Linked DNA regions of Mus musculus: region 1 is linked to region 2. The links are chromatin contacts, called in public Hi-C maps. All regions are on one chromosome and are shown on one strand. Each heading gives the region's core, a stretch centred on a gene start, on an enhancer-like site or on the middle of the called end of the contact. The rest is flanking DNA. Distances are from core to core; before and after follow the strand shown.

Evidence for each region. Hi-C and Micro-C count contacts between places; a contact is called where the count stands out from the background.
Region 1: a Hi-C map of uterus shows a contact between it and region 2, with 4 times the contacts expected there. The contact joins two enhancer-like sites. A contact is called at or near these places in 2 of 484 Hi-C or Micro-C datasets (nephron progenitors and uterus), 2 of 115 datasets of contacts at active chromatin or transcription factors (embryonic stem cells and heart atrium) and 1 of 9 other capture datasets (embryonic stem cells).

Annotation. Positions count from the first base shown.
Region 1 is chr16:43,799,633-43,805,166 of GRCm38.p6, forward strand. All of the region lies in intron 2 of Drd3 (dopamine receptor D3), which reads left to right. Among named protein-coding and RNA genes, the nearest start is that of Gm26074, 31 kb to the right of the region's middle. Within about 2 kb of position 2,314, at least 150 of the 459 cell types and tissues checked have an H3K27ac peak or open chromatin away from gene starts, as enhancers often do. A contact at or near this core is called in uterus, where this site is marked.
Region 2 is chr16:43,409,580-43,415,097 of GRCm38.p6, forward strand. The region is part of intron 4 of Zbtb20 (zinc finger and BTB domain containing 20); the gene reads left to right. It overlaps Gm15713 (predicted gene 15713), which reads right to left. Exons shown (of 5, transcript NR_046026.1): 4 at 4,923-4,975; 5 at 939-2,102. Among named protein-coding and RNA genes, the nearest start is that of Gm15713, 7.9 kb to the right of the region's middle. Within about 2 kb of position 1,277, at least 33 of the 459 cell types and tissues checked have an H3K27ac peak or open chromatin away from gene starts, as enhancers often do. A contact at or near this core is called in uterus, where this site is marked.

The DNA of each region.
Region 1 (5,534 bases), core at 1,064-3,563, 390 kb after region 2:
TAGGGCAGGGGCTTACATTTCATAATGGACTGTCCTCAGCAAACCTCAAAACAGAGCTCCCCACCCCCGTCCTAGGAAAGAAAACGGGCCTCAGAAAAGCTGTCTCCATTCTCCTTCCCAGCAGTGTGCAATACACAGCATTAAAATCTGTTCATGTGATGCCAGATAGCTGGTCAATTCATTAGAAATGCAGTCATTCACACAGACCTTTGGTCCTCACACAATGCCAGTCATCAGCCTGACAAACTTGACCAAATGGATTCAGTACTTTTTTGGTCATGAAGCCCTGGTCCATAATAGCAGGGTAGTAAGAGATAGGAAAAAAAGAAAAAGAAAAAAGAAAAAGAAAAGAAGGAAAGGAAATGATAAAAGGGATTTTGAAAGCAAGTAATAAATACTATTGTCATTAGATTCTTAGGCTTGGCTCTGGATGCTTGGATTAAAGCCTCCTTTTTCCTTTTAAAAAATCAGAGTGGGAGTTCTCTGTTCACAAGCCCCCACCCCACAGCTCCGGCATCTTCCCAGCAGGTCAGTCCCCTCCCACCGCATCCTGGGTCAGGGCTGACTCAAGGAGGCCGCTGAGAACGTGTCAGGGAAGGAGGACATGACCAAAGCGCTGAAAATTAGAGTCCTCCGAGAGGAGCCCCGGAATAATGCAACCAAATTCATTCACCAGAGAGATCTTTAAGTGGCTCTCAAATGGCACCCATCACACAAGCAAGCCTCCGCGCCTTTGCAGAGAGCACAATAGGTACCAGATGAGTCACAGGCACCTTGGATTTTTAGTTTGCATCTAAATAAGCACTTTATATTTGCAAAGGGCTTTCCAGTCATTTGCAAAAAGCTTTCTCCTTCAACAACTCCACCAGGGGAGTCCACAGAACTAAAGATTTATTGAGCCCCCTGTCTGACCAAATAAAAGGTGGTGAAAAGCTGCCTTCAGAGCTCTGGGCTCATTAAACCCAGGCAGGGAGTTAGAGTCAGGCCCTCCCACTCAGACCGGGCTCGTCTTTCCCCCAGCAGTCACGGCGAGAACCCCCCACTTGAGGTTAATGATAGCTTCAGCTGGACAGTCATGATATTAAGACCTTAATGAGCGATCGGCCACGTCGACCGAGAATCAGAGGGCGCTCCATGTGTGCTGAAGGTCCTGCTGTCCCTCGTCACAAGTCCCAAGCTAGACCCTGATCTTCCAGAGATTTAGACAGTCCCCCATTCTTGACAAAAGTTAGGGAAGGTCACCTGTGAAGGTCACGCCTGCAGCGCACCACTAGAAGTATAATTTCCTGTTATCCTAATTTGTGTGAATGCACAGGCAACAAAAACAAATATAGCTATCATTTATAAACAGTCCAGCAAAGTAGGTACATTGTCCCATTACATGTGCACATGTCAGTGGGCGTATGCGTATGTACACACACACACACACACACGGGTGGGGTGACTAGAATCACAAAGCTATTAGGTAATAGATGAATGGAACCAAAAGTCACTGCCCATCTTTTTATTTCCCCAGGGCTGGGGATGGAACCTACCACTTAGAATGTGCTAACCTTTGCATTCTTCCATGGAGAGACAGCTCCAGGGTTATGTTAGCTCAAGCCACCAACACAAGTCTGTGATCCTCCTGCCTCCACCTTCACCCCCTGAATGCTGACCTTGTAGGCATGTGCCACCAAGCCAGCTTGTGCAGCCAATATCTCCTACAATAAACTGCCCTGGAGCCTCACCCTGGGGCCCCTAGCTGTTAAGTCACACTGCCAAGTTCAGTATCTAAGCCTTACAGCAAAGCGACTCTAGGCTGTTTGGTTCCTTGTGCCCGTTTAACATCAACAACTACCCCAGCCCTTCAACAGTGGCTCACACAAGAAAGTTCTCGACACTTGTCTGATAAATAAATTTAATGTGCACTGCCTGACAACCAGGAGGGGGAAAAAATCACAATCATAAAACCTAAAGTCACACAGAACAATCATGAATCTCTTAGGCTAGCCCAATAATGATGGCGATACAGTAAGAACTGCCTTTTGGATTTTAAGTTGTATTAAAAAACAAACAAACAAACAAAAAACTTCACAAATGTAATCTCATTCAATAGCTGTGAACAGTTCTGTTAGACAGAAAATTTGAGTCAGAAAACTCCAGCCGCGGGCCTCACTGTCTGACAAGCTAGCTGCAAAGCTGGATTTCAGCCCTAGGGCTTTACCAGAGCGAACATTGACTGCACTCGGGTCGGCTGAGTACTCTACAGGAGAGAGGGCCGAAAGAACTAGATGCTGCAACACAAAGAAGGGAGTGGGACTGGGAACACCTCCAAGGGAGGTGGCCCTAGCCAGGGTTCCTTCTCCAGCCAAGCCGCGCCAAGCCAAGCCTGACCCAGCGCCTCCGCGGTTGGCCTTGAGCAAATCGCTCAGAGAGGAAACCAGAGGCTAAACAAGTCTCGCAGGGTGAGAATGCGGGGTCCTCGCAGGGCTCCAGGAACTAAGTGGGGAGGTTTTCCGGCTCTGCCTCCCCACAGAGCCTGGAGAGCCCCCAGGTGAGTCGTGAACTTCTCACCCCGGCAGAGCTGGCGAAGTTCTTGCTGCATTTTGGTGCCCTCCAATGGTGGATTTTGGAACAGCCTCGAGGTCTTAGCCACCCACCTATGACATGCTGGAGGGGGCCTCATTTATTCTAACGGCTTAATCATTTAAGAAGAAGAAGGGGGGAAAAAAAACATACTGTGACAATAAAAGACTGTAGTCTTGTCTCTCATCTCTTACCCCAAGTGAGCAAGAAGGTTTGACAGAAATTCTCCCTAATGCAGACTCTCTCAGACTTGTCTAATAAGATACATTAGATGTTAAAAATACACGTCTCTGGGTTTTACTTTAGAAGTACCTCATGGAAACCACTAGGGAAATAACTTGGGGACGTTCATTTTAACAGTACACCCCCACACTCTCCAACTCCCACCCCCACGTTCCCCACACCCTAACACGCTGGCAATTAGCAGAGTCAAGATACTTGGGGAGGTTCAGTTCTGAGCATTCACACTGGTCTCCCGAGTACAAACAAGTGGGATGCCAGCAAACCCATGTTTCCCTGCAGGGCTAAGACAGCTACATGTGCCTTGGACAGGGAATGGGGTCCTTGTCAAAGGCACTGGTCCTAGAGATGGGAGACCTGGCTCTGCAAGGACAACTCCAGTCTGAAACTTTAGATCTATCCTGCCTTCCCTGAAGTTCTGGCTCCTCTCATAAAAAGAGCTACGTTCAGTATAGTCTCTTGCTCATAGAAGTGATGGAGCCTCCAAAGAGCTGATGAGCATTAAAGTGTGTTTAAGACAGCATGCCATTCCCACTAGTGTGCTAGAACCATGCTGGTGAGAGCAATATTCCAGGAATGTTTCAAGTTGGTAATCAAGCCTTTGGTGGTGGCTTGACATGAGCAGTGGTGGGAGTATTTGCGCAACAAAAATTGATGCATGTTACAAATTGGGGCTTTGTGTGTGTGTGTGTGTGAGAGAGAGAGAGAGAGAGAGAGAGAGAGACAGAGAGACAGAGAGACAGAGACAGAGAGACAGAGAGAGACAGAGAGAGACAGAGAGAGCAAGAGAGGAAAAGAAAGAAAGAGGAAAAGAAAGAGAGAGGAAAAGAGAGAGAATTGTTAGCACATCACTGAATATTTAGCATGTCTGGATTCTTTTACCCGTTAATTTTTTTTTGCCCACACATTTTGGTGTGTGATGTTTTTGTTTATTTTCAGTTTTTATAATAACATTTTATATATAAAAAAGCTAGTATGAAAAACAAGGAGGACTTTGCCTACAGCAAGCCCAAGCCAAAGAACGTGGTTGCCATCTTCCCACTCTCCAGACTTCAGCTAGCTGTAGCAGTTCCTCCATGACAGCAGCAGGATTTAAGTCTCAGCCCCTCCTCCAAAGGCTCCTGGGGTCACCATGAAGTGACCCTAGTGACCACATTTGATTTGGAGCCCTAGCAGAAAAGAAGTCCTCAAACTGATAGGCCTGGAGGACCACCAGGTGGGGGTGTGCTGTGTAACTGCTCCAGAAGAAAAGAATGGGGCTACCATGGACCCCCTTGGAATCCATGGGGACTCAACAGACTTTAACTCAAGAACCCCATTTCTCCCTCTTCAGAAGGAAGCCACTCGCTCTCATCTCAAGACTCACAGCAGTCTTTATGCTGTTCTGTCAGGAACACAGGTGTTAATTCTTGGAAAGTAGCTACATAAGAGGCACAGGTGGAACACGGACATTGGACACACAGGGACAAACAGGGAACATCGCTCAACCTCTGCTCACCCAGCATGCATCTTGCTTTCCCTCAGCCCAAGCTTTGCGGTGTACAAGGCAGAGTAAGGAGGCTCCTGCCCTAAATCTGGCATCCTGCCTCCCCGGAAACCAAAAAGACAAAAATTGTCGCTCTATATTTAGACCCATATCTAAATTCCCCGGAGCCTGGCTCAAGGATTAGACCGTTCTCTCATGGCCACTGAGACGGGCGATAGCTGCCTACTTGCTTCGCACATGGACCTCTAGGGAATACTGAGCTATAAGATGCTTTGAGCCGTTTGGGAACCTAAACCAAATGGCTAATCTCTCTCCATCGGTGAGACAAGCCCAACGATGGCTTAAGATACTGACACTCAGGATGTCAGTGCAATTGATTGGCACTGAAACATTATAAGTTCAAAGACAAAAGTATCTGTCTGAGAGATACTAGGGAGGCTACGATTGAACTCCCAGGGAGAAGGATGGATAGAGGGCTAGACAAAGACTGTAGGAAAATATCCACCAGCAAGGCCAGCTTGGCTGAAGCATGAGTGCATGCCAGGAATCAACAGAAGATCATGTTCACAAAGGAAGCTGAGCTCATGCTGAAGAAAATCAATTTTAGCCTGTGTGTAAAAGAGGAACCAATGACAGTATATTTATTTTCTGCTGCGGTGGGACAAATTATCACAGGTTTAAAAATATAAACTACAACCACTTTAACCTCACAATCCCCGTAGGTCGGAACACCGCAGAGTAGTCATGGTTTGCAAGACAGAGCCCAAGGTGTGGGTTATGTTGTGTTGTGTTCTTTATCTGAACCGTAGAATAGTCCTCCTTACAAACTCAGGTTGTCAGTACCATTCGGTGTCTTACAATGGTAACAATGTGGTTCTTACTATCTTGCATGATGTCTTCCAGGCTTCTACTGGCCTCTTGCTAGTCTGTGTTGAAGAATAAACAAGGGTAGTTTGATGTTCAAGGCAGGATAGCTCTCATACGTTGAAGCTCTTTGAATTGCAGAACAACTCAATCCCTTTTAAGGTTCACCTGATAAGGTCAGGCTCTCACAGAACAATTTCCCTTCTGATTAATCCAGAGTCCAGGAATTGGTAATCTCATCGCGGAGGGATGCTACATTATACACACAGGTCTCTCTGGTATACAATGGGAAAGGATTATACCCAGAAGAATTCTGGAGTTCTTTCTGTCTTGGAGTTTTTAGCTATGGAAGTAAGGAAGACATCATGAAATCAGT
Region 2 (5,518 bases), core at 27-2,526:
AGACTGGCCCAAAAGAACTAGGGTTTGAGGTTTGTAGTTCTTTCTGTATTTCAATCACGGTGGCGCTTCATCTTTCTTCTGAGCGAGTTTCTACTGAGAAGTTTCAGACTAGCTTGTTAAGAATGATTTACACCATAATTCTAGGAAAAACAAATGTGAGTGACTGAGATTTGAAAGGAAAGAGTAGGGGGGAGTGCCAGACCAAACAAATCCTAAGTAAATAGGGTGGCTTTGCAAGGGTGGTAATGGGATTTTTGCTTGTTTCCTTACTTAAAAAAAAAAATGACAATGGATTATTAGCAATCATTTCTCTTACCTGGGTAGAGCCAAGCAAAGGACAGGAATGGTTCTATTGGCTCCACACAAGAGCATGATTTTCAGGAAGGACAGGTGTTTCCCGAATTCACATGACAACATCTTAATGAGAATGAACAGAACTGAAAAGGAGAACTAAGATTTCTACTTTTATTTTTTTCCGAATGTGGCAGAAAGTGTTTTGTTAGGGTGAGAGATAAGCATTTTCTATAAAACAATGCCCCAGTGACATGAGGTAATTACATGGTGGCTGGGGCACACCGCATGGTTTACTTAGAGAAATTGCATGATACCTACGTGATGACTATAGTAACACTAGTTACCACTACCACATTATCTCCTGATAACTATATAATTAGTTTGTATCATCAAAGCACCCTAAACGTGTGCCTATTCCAGCTACTCTGGTAGAAAAAAAAAAAATAAACTTTTTTGCAAAGGGAAAAAAAGCTAATGAAGAAAGTTGCCAAGAACAGATATTTTGTAATCTGTGCTAAATCTCTGCTGGAAAACATGAACAGTAACGAAGCTGAGAAGACAGTAAAAGAAATTCGGGGCAAGGTGCCAGACGCCCAGACGGAAGGAGAATGTGGACCAAAAGATTGCGACAATCGGGTAATTATGGTTTATGAATCTCAGCTTTAATCTGTAGTTCAGTGAGTCCTGATTAAATATCTGTTAAACACAATTAAAGTTTGTTTTTGTATTTCACCGTCTTGATCAGAATAATTAGAGACTGCGTGTTTCGTGTCAAAAGTAGCAAGAGGAATTTTAGTGAATGAACATCGTTTTTAAAAGCCATTTGTAGCACCAGCTGTTGGCATTATTTTATATTTTAGTGTTATCAGCATAAAGATGGCCCTCTGGATGCTGAACAGTTTCCAGCAGGACAAGGATGGTGTGCAGTTATGATGGGCACGTGCTGATAAAGCAAGCGTGTTCAGGGTTTGTGTTCTCTACAAACAGTGCTGGGGAGATGGAAACCAGAGACGGGTTCAGGTGGCAGGAGAGAGGAGGCGAGCAAGGCACTAAGCAATGGGACTTCTGGTGGTGTAGTCACCTGCAGCAGCATCTGCAGAGTCTGGATGGCTTGTGAAGATGGGTTGTTTATCTTAGCTGAAGGAAAGACTCAAGGAGGTTATGTTGGAAAAGTACTGGGAGTCTCTCCTGCCCGTGGCTAGAGATGTGAGCCTTACTCCTAGAATTGATGGAGGAGGGTACAGAAAGCACTTACCATATTAATAATTCTTTTCTGGGAAAACTGTGAGTTCTCTAAGCAGGCCATGCTTAATCTAGGTAAAATGGTAAAAGAGGACTATACAAGCCAAAGATGAAACTAAGATTCCTACGTCTTATGCCAAAAAGAGGGGTTAGCAAGTTGCAAGCTGCTAACTATTTAAATACTTTGATGGCACATTAAGATGTCTGTGTAGTTTACCATTGTATGAGCTTAAAGAAATGATATTATCCACTTAGTTTCTTGAGATTTGGGTACCGAGAATATTTTCTTTCCTATTATAGATTAATGGCCTCCAAGGAAATGTATACCGGAATCTTAAGAACCCATGAATATGTTGTCTGATATGACTGTGGGACTTTGCAGATATGATTAAAGGATTGAAGATTATCCAAGATTATCTGAGTAAACCCAAAACGGTCACAAAGGTCCTTAAAATAAAAAGAGGCACAAGGTTCACACCCAGAAGAGGCAGGAGTCAGGAGGGATGGTGCTGCTTTGAAGATGCGGAGAGGAGTCCTAAGCCAAGGAATATAGGCAGCTTTAGAACCTGGAAGATCAAAGATTATAGTCAGCCTTTGGAATGTGGAAAGACAAAGGAAGCAAGTCTTCCTTAGGTCCCCCAGAAAAAACGAGGGGTTGGTGACATGATCATGATTTAGGTGTTATTAGTTGTGTGGGGGAAAGGGTGTTTATTTTGTGTGTGGTGCTGGACATGGAACACAGCACTTTGTGCAAGTTAGACAAATGCTTTACCAATGAGCTGCAAATACAACCCAAAAAAAAATCTTTATTTTTAAGACCTTAAGCTTGTGATATTTTGTTATAGTGGCAAGGATAAATTAATATGGTCTCATGAACCTGCCTTGCAGACTTGAACTATCATTTAAAACTGTCTAGTTAAAAGTATGAGAACAAGTCTCTGAATTTACCCTTCTATGGCCCATTTGAAGTTTCCTTTGTGGCATCCTTTGGAGATGGTGCCTATGATAATAATCAAGTGAACCTGTACTGTAAAATCACGGGCAAGTTTAACCCCATCCCTCTACCACAACTTAGCAGAAGTCCTATCCTCTCAGGAGGAACTAAGAATAATTAGTTTTTCAGTAGTGTTATTTATAGAGATTTCTACCCTCTTCTAATTAACAATTTCTGTTGATCATCTAAAGAAAACAGTTGCCCCCTTCCTCAAAAGAGTGAGTTACACTCTCAAGCCTATCCATGGGTTTCAATTAATTATCAATCATTTACAATTGTGAACCACAAAAACACTACAGCATTGACTAGACTTGCAGGATTTGAGACCAAAATTATGTAAGATTTATTTAACATGAGAAATTAGACTAGCCATTAATTTTCCATGCGATCCTGGCTTTTAATTACTAAAATAAGTGGTTTTGATGGGAATGTACCCAGGAAGCACCTCTTTCTTCTAAAGTTTGTAAAACTATGTTTGAAGATCCAAGTGGGCAGATGCTGCCATTGTCCTGGGCTCATATCATTTGTCATTCATCCATTCACTCAGCAAACATTTGTTGAGCTCTGACTATTCTGCTGCTATAGACAGTAGGAATTTACTAGTGAACAGGACTCTCAAGACATCCTTCCATCTGGAACATTCTAGTTAGAGGAGATGGGTAGGTAATATGTAAAGCCTGAAGAATAAAATGAAGAATAATAAAAATGTAGCCTAACAGAGATGGCACATAAAAAGATAACACTCAACTGATTGTTGAATTATATCAGATATAGCTATATGAAGAACTACAGGGAAATCACTTTGGAAAAAATTAAAAGTAGGAAATAAAAAGATTCAAATAAGCCAGGCATATCAGTTATGAAAGGTCACTGAATGAGAAGTAAGTTACAACTGTGGTCAGATGAAGAGTCAACATGCAGAGAATGCAGGTGTCTTGGGAGAAATTTTGAATTTTATTCCAGTTGTAATGGATTGTGATTCATGTAGGAGAATCTGAGTTCACACTTAAAGAGAATATTGCAGTTGTTATATAGAGACCAGAGTAGAGAACCAGTCTCACCTAGTGGTTTGGTTTTTTTTGTTTTTTTTCTGTTTCTGTTTATTTCTTTTGTTATGTTATTTTTTTTTAATTAAAGCTGAAGATAGATAGCAAGCCATCTCATGGCAGTGTAGTGTGTTGCCTTGTGAAGAATTGAAGATTCTTAATTTGAGCAACCAAACAAGGAAATCGGATCTATGAAGGCTAGTGTTCCCTGCCTGTTTCATGTGAAGGCTTGTGTGGGGGCCTAAAAATGTTCTTCCTGAAAGGAAAAGGAAATGTGTACACAGTCCAGTGATGTTTCCAATGGATCTGTGCTATTTTGGGAGATGTGAGTAGGTGGGTTAGTAAAATAACTGAAAAGTCAAAACTGAAAACCCAAAACCTCAATAGGTGAGGGAATGCCTGAGACTGTGGGCCCATCCCTTTTTACTAAGGTTCACTAGACGTCTGCCTCTATTTCTTAAAAACTGACCAAAATAACAAGTCATTTAGATTATTTCTCTATCGTTTTAATACCTAGATTTCAATGACCTGTTCATCCATCAACCTCAAAGTAGCTCACAGAAAAGATGACTATAGCAAATGCTGGGAATGTGCAAAGTAACTTGAATGAACTTTACGGAAGGAAGCAGTTCGGTTGTGTTCAGAAGTGTTTCCCAGTAGAGTTAAAAGATTCTTAAGTGTTGGGTTAGGTATTACTTCAATATTTGGAGTGTTTTGTGAGTCACTAATATTGCTCTAAAGTTTAGTTCAATTTCTCTTTGTCATCTCATTAAACTACTATAATCGGTGGCAAATCATAATAACTATATCCAGGGATAAATGACTAGTGTAACTAGTGATTTATTGCTAGTTTACAAACAACTTACTTCCACTAATAAACAAAAAGATTACATTAAACATTTCTTGGTGATATTCATAAATAATACATGTTGGCAAAGTATGTAATTCTATATGGCAATATAGGTAGATGATCATTCTAAAGAAAATGGTTTAGAGCCTTTTCTAAAGGGCATTCCTAAAAGTGCATGTTACCATGCCAGGGTTGGTATGAAGAGATGAGCAATTCATTGCAGCTGAGAGTAGCTAACTTAAAATGATGTTTATTTCGTTGTCAGAGCTCCCAGAATGACCTTGTAGACTCTGCTTCCAAACAGAATACTACCCTGCAATGCCTTATTCTGCAGATCAAAATCATTAGGAACTATATATGTTTTTTAAAAAGCATATTGCAAGTGCCTAATACACTCAGCTTAATCGAAATGAAGGGGTAACAACTGATTACTGGGCAGATACCAAAGTTGAAATCTCCAGCCTTCCCAGGTCCTTCTACTATTTGAAGCACTCACCCCTCCTTCCATTCTCAAACTTCCCCTTCTCTGGGCAGCAGAATGTAAGCCATCTGAGAAAAGAACACAAGAAGTCTTTAAAAACAGGACACTTCATACTAGTTCATCTACAAACTCCTAATAAAACTGATTGTTAATCTTCCCCGGTTTGTCTGCATCTTTGGGGTAATAAAAGTGTCTAGATCATAATGCATTCTTTCAGAGAGTATTATCAGGTGACTTAATATCTCTTGCCTAAACACACAGTGTCTCTTTGTGTCCAGCCCTGAACTGGATTGCCATTTCTGACACTTTACTTCAAAGGTCATTTTGTTCAGTTCACTGTCTGACATTTTTTATTGTCTTCTAGAACATTCCTAATGCCCCCCACACCATTGTACTAAGAGCATCTGATTCATTATCTCATTGGTATATTTCACTAATTATTAGGATCTATCTAATTATGAGGTTTTTATTCCCAGGAAAGTGTCTAGTCTCATTAATGATATACATAATCAGAATATTATGAATACTAAGGCATAGCTAAGTTGGATACAACCCTGAAATGACAAAGGCATAGACCATTTCTAAATGGAAAAGGCTTTCCTAACTATAAT